Regions from separate parts of the Sus scrofa genome. Here region 2 is linked to region 1. The links are chromatin contacts, called in public Hi-C maps. All regions are on one chromosome and are shown on one strand. The core of a region is the stretch at or near the end of the contact, and the rest is flanking DNA. Distances in the headings are between cores, read along the strand shown. Region 1 overlaps JADE1 (protein Jade-1). Region 2 has its middle 55 kb from the start of JADE1.

The links. Hi-C and Micro-C count contacts between places; a contact is called where the count stands out from the background.
Region 2: a Hi-C map of skeletal muscle shows a contact between it and region 1, with 5 times the contacts expected there. The contact joins two enhancer-like sites. A contact is called at or near these places in 2 of 47 Hi-C or Micro-C datasets (embryonic fibroblasts and skeletal muscle) and 1 of 2 datasets of contacts at active chromatin or transcription factors (alveolar macrophages).

The regions. Positions count from the first base shown.
Region 1 is chr8:96,375,457-96,378,156 of Sscrofa11.1, reverse strand. All of the region lies in intron 3 of JADE1 (protein Jade-1), which reads left to right. Among named protein-coding and RNA genes, the nearest start is that of JADE1, 190 kb to the left of the region's middle. Within about 2 kb of position 1,341, at least 2 of the 83 cell types and tissues checked have an H3K27ac peak or open chromatin away from gene starts, as enhancers often do. A contact at or near this core is called in skeletal muscle, where this site is marked.
Region 2 is chr8:96,618,000-96,620,722 of Sscrofa11.1, reverse strand. No RefSeq gene overlaps it. Among named protein-coding and RNA genes, the nearest start is that of JADE1, 55 kb to the right of the region's middle. Within about 2 kb of position 1,347, at least 16 of the 83 cell types and tissues checked have an H3K27ac peak or open chromatin away from gene starts, as enhancers often do. A contact at or near this core is called in skeletal muscle, where this site is marked.

The DNA of each region.
Region 1 (2,700 bases), core at 92-2,591:
GGATCCCAAGTTGCTGTGGCTGTGGCATAGGCCGGATTTGACCCCAACCCTGGAAACCTCCATATGCCGCAGGTGCAGCCCTAAAAAGACAAAAAAAAAAAAAAAAAAAAAAAAGAGTAACTGACAGCCTCAAATAGCCTCCCAAGAGCTTCTGCTAAAGGTATCTTAGGGTTTGCAAAAAAAGAAACATTCTTCTCTTAAGAAAAATCTGGTTTCTGGGGAAATGGATTATAAAATAAAATTGCAGTTCTCCTTTATTTCCCCCTGATAAAAGAGTTTAAAGACTTCTAGGGCCCAAACTAAGCTCCTGGTAATATTTCTTCTGTTCTGAGTAGATTTCACTCAATGAAAGTGAAATTTCTGATGGTCATAAGATGGGTATAATTCCAGTTATTTCCTGTGCTGCATTCCTTGATGGAGCCCTTATTGATGGGCCAGATGTAGAACTATATTATGTGTACTATGTACACTGGCATCACTTTTCTGGGGAAACGCTAAGTATATTAATTAAGCCATCAAGCTTGATATGAAACAGATTCTGAAGATGATATGAGAGGACACTGACGGCGCAGTAATAAATTATGAACATTTGTTTTCCAGGATAACTTTTTTAAAGTGTAGTTTTGTCTTTCCTTAAAAATGTAAGATGAAACTACCTTTGTTTTATTTTATTTTTATATCAATAATGCATGTAGAAGTTCCCCAATGCTAAAATAGAACTTGGTGTGATAGAATGCAGGCTGACTGGTAGAATGAATGAAACACCATTCTCCAAGAAGAAGCAAGACTAGGTTGCCATATGGCTTGAATTATATTAGTGCATTCCTCCTTTTAAATTTTTTTAATTTTCTATATTGGATCGGATAAGACTTTGTGGGTGTTACTGACTCTTTTTTCCTCCTTTTTGGTTTGTTTATATTGCTGTAAATATTCTTGCAGAGCAATTGCAACTCTTCTCATTGACCATACATATTCTCTGAGGGCTTATTCTAGGAAACTGCTGTTTAAGTATTGTGTATAGTGTATGAATTATCCTGTATTGTGCATGTCTGTTACTGCATTGTCTTTCTTATCGTCAGTGACTGTAAGCACCATGGTTAGTGAATTTGGCTAACAGTGTTTGAAGCAGATGAGATTTTAGCTCACTCCTTGATAGCTGCATTGGCTCAGTCTAAGCTAAAGTCTTATTTTCATTAAAGGAGCAGACATGCTGAGGAAGAAGGTGCTATTTTTACATAGGGACTTTTTCTACTGAAACCACATGATAACACTATGCTGTTAAAATGATCTCAAGCATGCTGAGTTAGCTGAAAAAACAATATGCATGTTGCCAAAATCAAGGCAGTACTATTCTGAGCCTCCTCTAAGGTCCTCTAGCTCTCCTTGGTGGTCATGAAGAGGAGACTAGGAAAGAAGCTGGTAGGAATATACAAATTATAGGTAAAATGAGGGTCACTTACAGTTCCCTACAAGACATTATTAAAATTCTTGGATTTCGTCACCAATTATTGAGACATGAAAAGTTTTGCTACTCAGTTATTTGCATATCATTATTTGTTGAATACTGATTTTATTCTCTCTCTGTGTGTATATATATATATTCAGCAAAACTAGCACAAAACAGTACTAAGACTAACTTTAGAACATTAGAAACAAAAGAAGTTTAGGCAGAGGCCCTCCAAATCCAATTTTTTTAAAGCCTTTATTATTATAGATTGCTGTGATTGAATATCTATTATATGACAGATACTGTACTAAGCATTATTTCATTTAGTCCTCACAACAGTCTTACAAAGCAGCTATTATCTGCATTTATAGAAGACAATGCTTCCCTTTCTTTTCTTCTCTTCCTTTTCTGTTAATAACTGTCACAGTATAAGTTATACTCAGCCAGAAAGTGACTGAGTTGAGATTCAAGCTTCAGTATAAATATCTATCTCCAAAGTGTGTTCTTTCACTAGGCTGTGTAGTATCTCTGAGGATGACATGTAGAGTTAATAAACTGGTCTTCTATCATATGGCATTTTTATTCTTCATTCAAATGAAGATTTCATTCAAATTTCTCAAGAAATGTTGAGAATGAGTTACAGTACTCCAAATGGGAAAATAAAATTCTCCCTTCTTGGTAGTCTTCAATTGCTAAATGTAAATCACCACCAGATTTGTCTTCCCTTGTCTTCCAATACTGGAAGTTTTCTCTCTTCAGCCACACCAGAATCTGAATCAACTACTTGGTCACAAATAGGTTTTGTCCTTGGCAGACTATCTTTGGGGAAGCTCCTGAACAGATAAAGAAGTTAACATTTAGGAATTCATATCACTCTTCCCTTCTGTCTGATAGCAGAATTCCTTTTGTGACCAACATATTTCCCATGACTTTGTGCAGATCTGGGGTTTTGGGTAATGAGAGTGCTATAGCTGCTTGACTGAGAAAGCCTGAGTTTATAGCCACACAGAAGTAAATAGCTCTGGGATATGACAGAGGAAAGGAAGCAGCCTTGGATTTGGGAAGAAATGGGGGATTTTGCAGAAAAAGGACATAAAGAATTGAGGAGTAGCTTCCACACATATGAGAAATAGGGAGAGAATTGTAGAGAGAAATATTTAAGACATTTACTGAGTTGTATTAATAAAATCCCAACTCCAGAGTCATTTTCCTTAAACTATCTACAAAAAGATATTAATTGATATTCAATTATT
Region 2 (2,723 bases), core at 98-2,597, 240 kb before region 1:
AACCTACAGAACCGTAATATAATAAATTTGTGCCAAGGTGCCAAGTTTGTATTATCTGTTATGGCAGAATAGAAAACTTAAAAAAAAAAAAAAGTTAAGCAGTAAAAGCCAACTGGTGCCAGAATCATCACATAGCAATGCTTATGATTCCGAAGAAGGGGTGAGAACAATGAAGTTCAGAAAAAGAGGAGATCATGAAATGCTTTCCTTCCTCTTGAGTGCAGTGGTAGTTTGCCTATGGGTGGGTTTAGAGTAGATGACTTAGTGACCACTAAACCATAGGCCTGTGGCCAGAAACTCTCCCAAAATGAGCCGAGGGTTTAGGTGAGTTTTAATTTACTCAAAAATTCTGTCAGTCTTTAAAAACTTTAGTGTGCATTAAAATAATCTGGGCAAATGTAAGTTAAAGAAAGAGGGGGAGTTCCCATCGTGGCTCAGTGGAAATGAATCTGATTAGTGTCCATGAAGACACAGGCTTTGATCCCTGGCCTTGCTCAGTGGGTTAAGGATCCAGTGTTGCCTTGAGCTGTGGTGTAGGTCACAGACATGGCTTGGATCTGGTGTTGTTGTGCTTGTGGTGTAGGCTGGCAGCTGCAGCTCTGACTTAACTCCTAGCCTGGGAACCTCCATATGCTATGGGTGCGGCCCTAAAAAGACCAAAAAAAAGAAAAGAAAAGAAAAAGAAAGAGCAAGAAACAGTGTCTGGGGAATTTGTTAAAAATGCATGTTTTGGTTTGTATTTGCCAGAGGTTCTGATTCAGAGGTTTAGAATAGAGCCCTTAGGAATTTGCATTTAAAGCCAGGTTATTCTGACACTTGTTGCTTTAGGGACTTTCCTATTAGAAACCCCTGTTTCTTAATAGCTGGGGTTGGGGTCTCCATGGCACTTGCTTTGTCTGGCAGGTTGTAGAGGGAAGTTCAGAAGAGAAGGGAGGCACTAGAAATAATCTACTATTGTGTTGCGCAAAAATCCTAGTTAGTTTCTGTTTGGGGGGCATCAGTCACAACTGCAATTAGAGCCAACTGATGCCTGATTTTAATAGATGAAGGTGGCCTGTGTCGCCAAAGACAGAGTATCTGGGCTCCTGGATCTCTGAGGATTGTTTGATCTTGTTTGGTTGGTTCGCCTGCAGTAGCATTTCCTCATTTGGCTAATGGGCATATCAGATGACCTTGGAAAACCAGGGTGGTTCAGTTCTTACTCACTAGAAAAAGCACACTCAAACATTGGGAAGGTCCTAAGGATTACAGATGTGCCGAAGGGTGTCTTGGATCTCCTCCAATGAGGGCTGTGGAGGTCACTTGAAAAGAATGTTTGCATTTGCCTCAAGCCTTTTTGAAGGAGGATCTGTGCTTGTCTAGCTCCATGCAGCTCTCTGAAATGTCAGAAGATAAGAAATGCCTCTCAGCCGGAAGGCTTCCAGACACATATGTGACAAGAAATTTGGCATCAGCTTTACAAGTGTCAGATGTCTAGGATAAAGCAATATGGGTATAGTATTTCTAGTGCTATTTTGGTGCCTTGTGCATGAGGCTGCAGCATTAGAAAAACTCTTTTTCAGCTTGGGGTGATAGCCTTACTGGCTTTAAGTGTGCATGTCTGAAAGTACAGTTGGGTCACAACCTAGTGGTGGGCCACAGCAAGTCACCTTACAGTCATGGTACCAAGCTTCGAGGGAGTGCCCTTGTGGGAAGCAGGCATTCCACAGCCTATGATGACTTGGGTGGTACAGCCAGGGCCTCTCATCAGATGGTGCCTCATAAGTATTAATCAACTTTTGCAAAACCCGCGTGAAGTTGGTAAACACTTATCCTCACTTATTAGACGGGGAACTAAAGCATGGAATGAGGTCCAATAGTCAGGGTCACAGAGTTAGCTGGTTTACTTACCTGGTTGTCCATTGATAAGAGGTGAGTGATTTCAGAACAAATTTCTATTTTATATAATTCAGGGAATATGTCTCCTGGTGAGAGAACATTTTTGGCAGTTTTGACTCCCTAAAAGACTTGAAGTTCCCAGTCTGGCTGTTCATTGGTTAAGAGCAAATGCCTAGGGCACTTGACTTAACAACTGTCATAAGTGGTGTGAAAAAATGTGTAAGAAAAAACAAAATATGGTAATGTACTGAGGTTGTTACAGCAATGATATCGAAATAGGAATGTTGTATATAAGGTCTAAGTTGTAATACACCCCTCTCTCTCAAGGTATTTGACACTGTCGGGCTTCTGTTTCAATTTTATTTCTGTTTGTTTATTTTTTAAAGTCTAATAATAAGGTTAATAAGGTTAATAAGGTAAGGACATCATAGTTTAGGGTCAAAAAGAACTTAGGGCAAGTCCACTGAATAATTCAAATGTGGGAAAAGAAGACCTATGAGAAAAGATGAAGGCTTTGCTATTAATTTGTATAAAGAAGGTGGATGGAGAATTATGTGGTCAGTAAATATATCACAAAGTATTATTTTGTAAAAGTCAATTTAATTATCTGCTGATGACAAAACTTGGAAAAAGTGGGTTTATCCTGGAGTATGAAAGATTTAAAGATTCAAAAGAAAGTATTTTCTGGTGTGAAAGATGGTTAAAAACTAAAATAGGCTACCCAGAAAGGAACTGCCCTTTTCTGAAGGTTTTGTATAGGTAGGCTAAGTCAGCAAGACATGGCTGGTCAGCAGGGTTAATGGCTACCCAGAAAGGAACCGCCCTTTTCTGAAGGTTTTGTATAG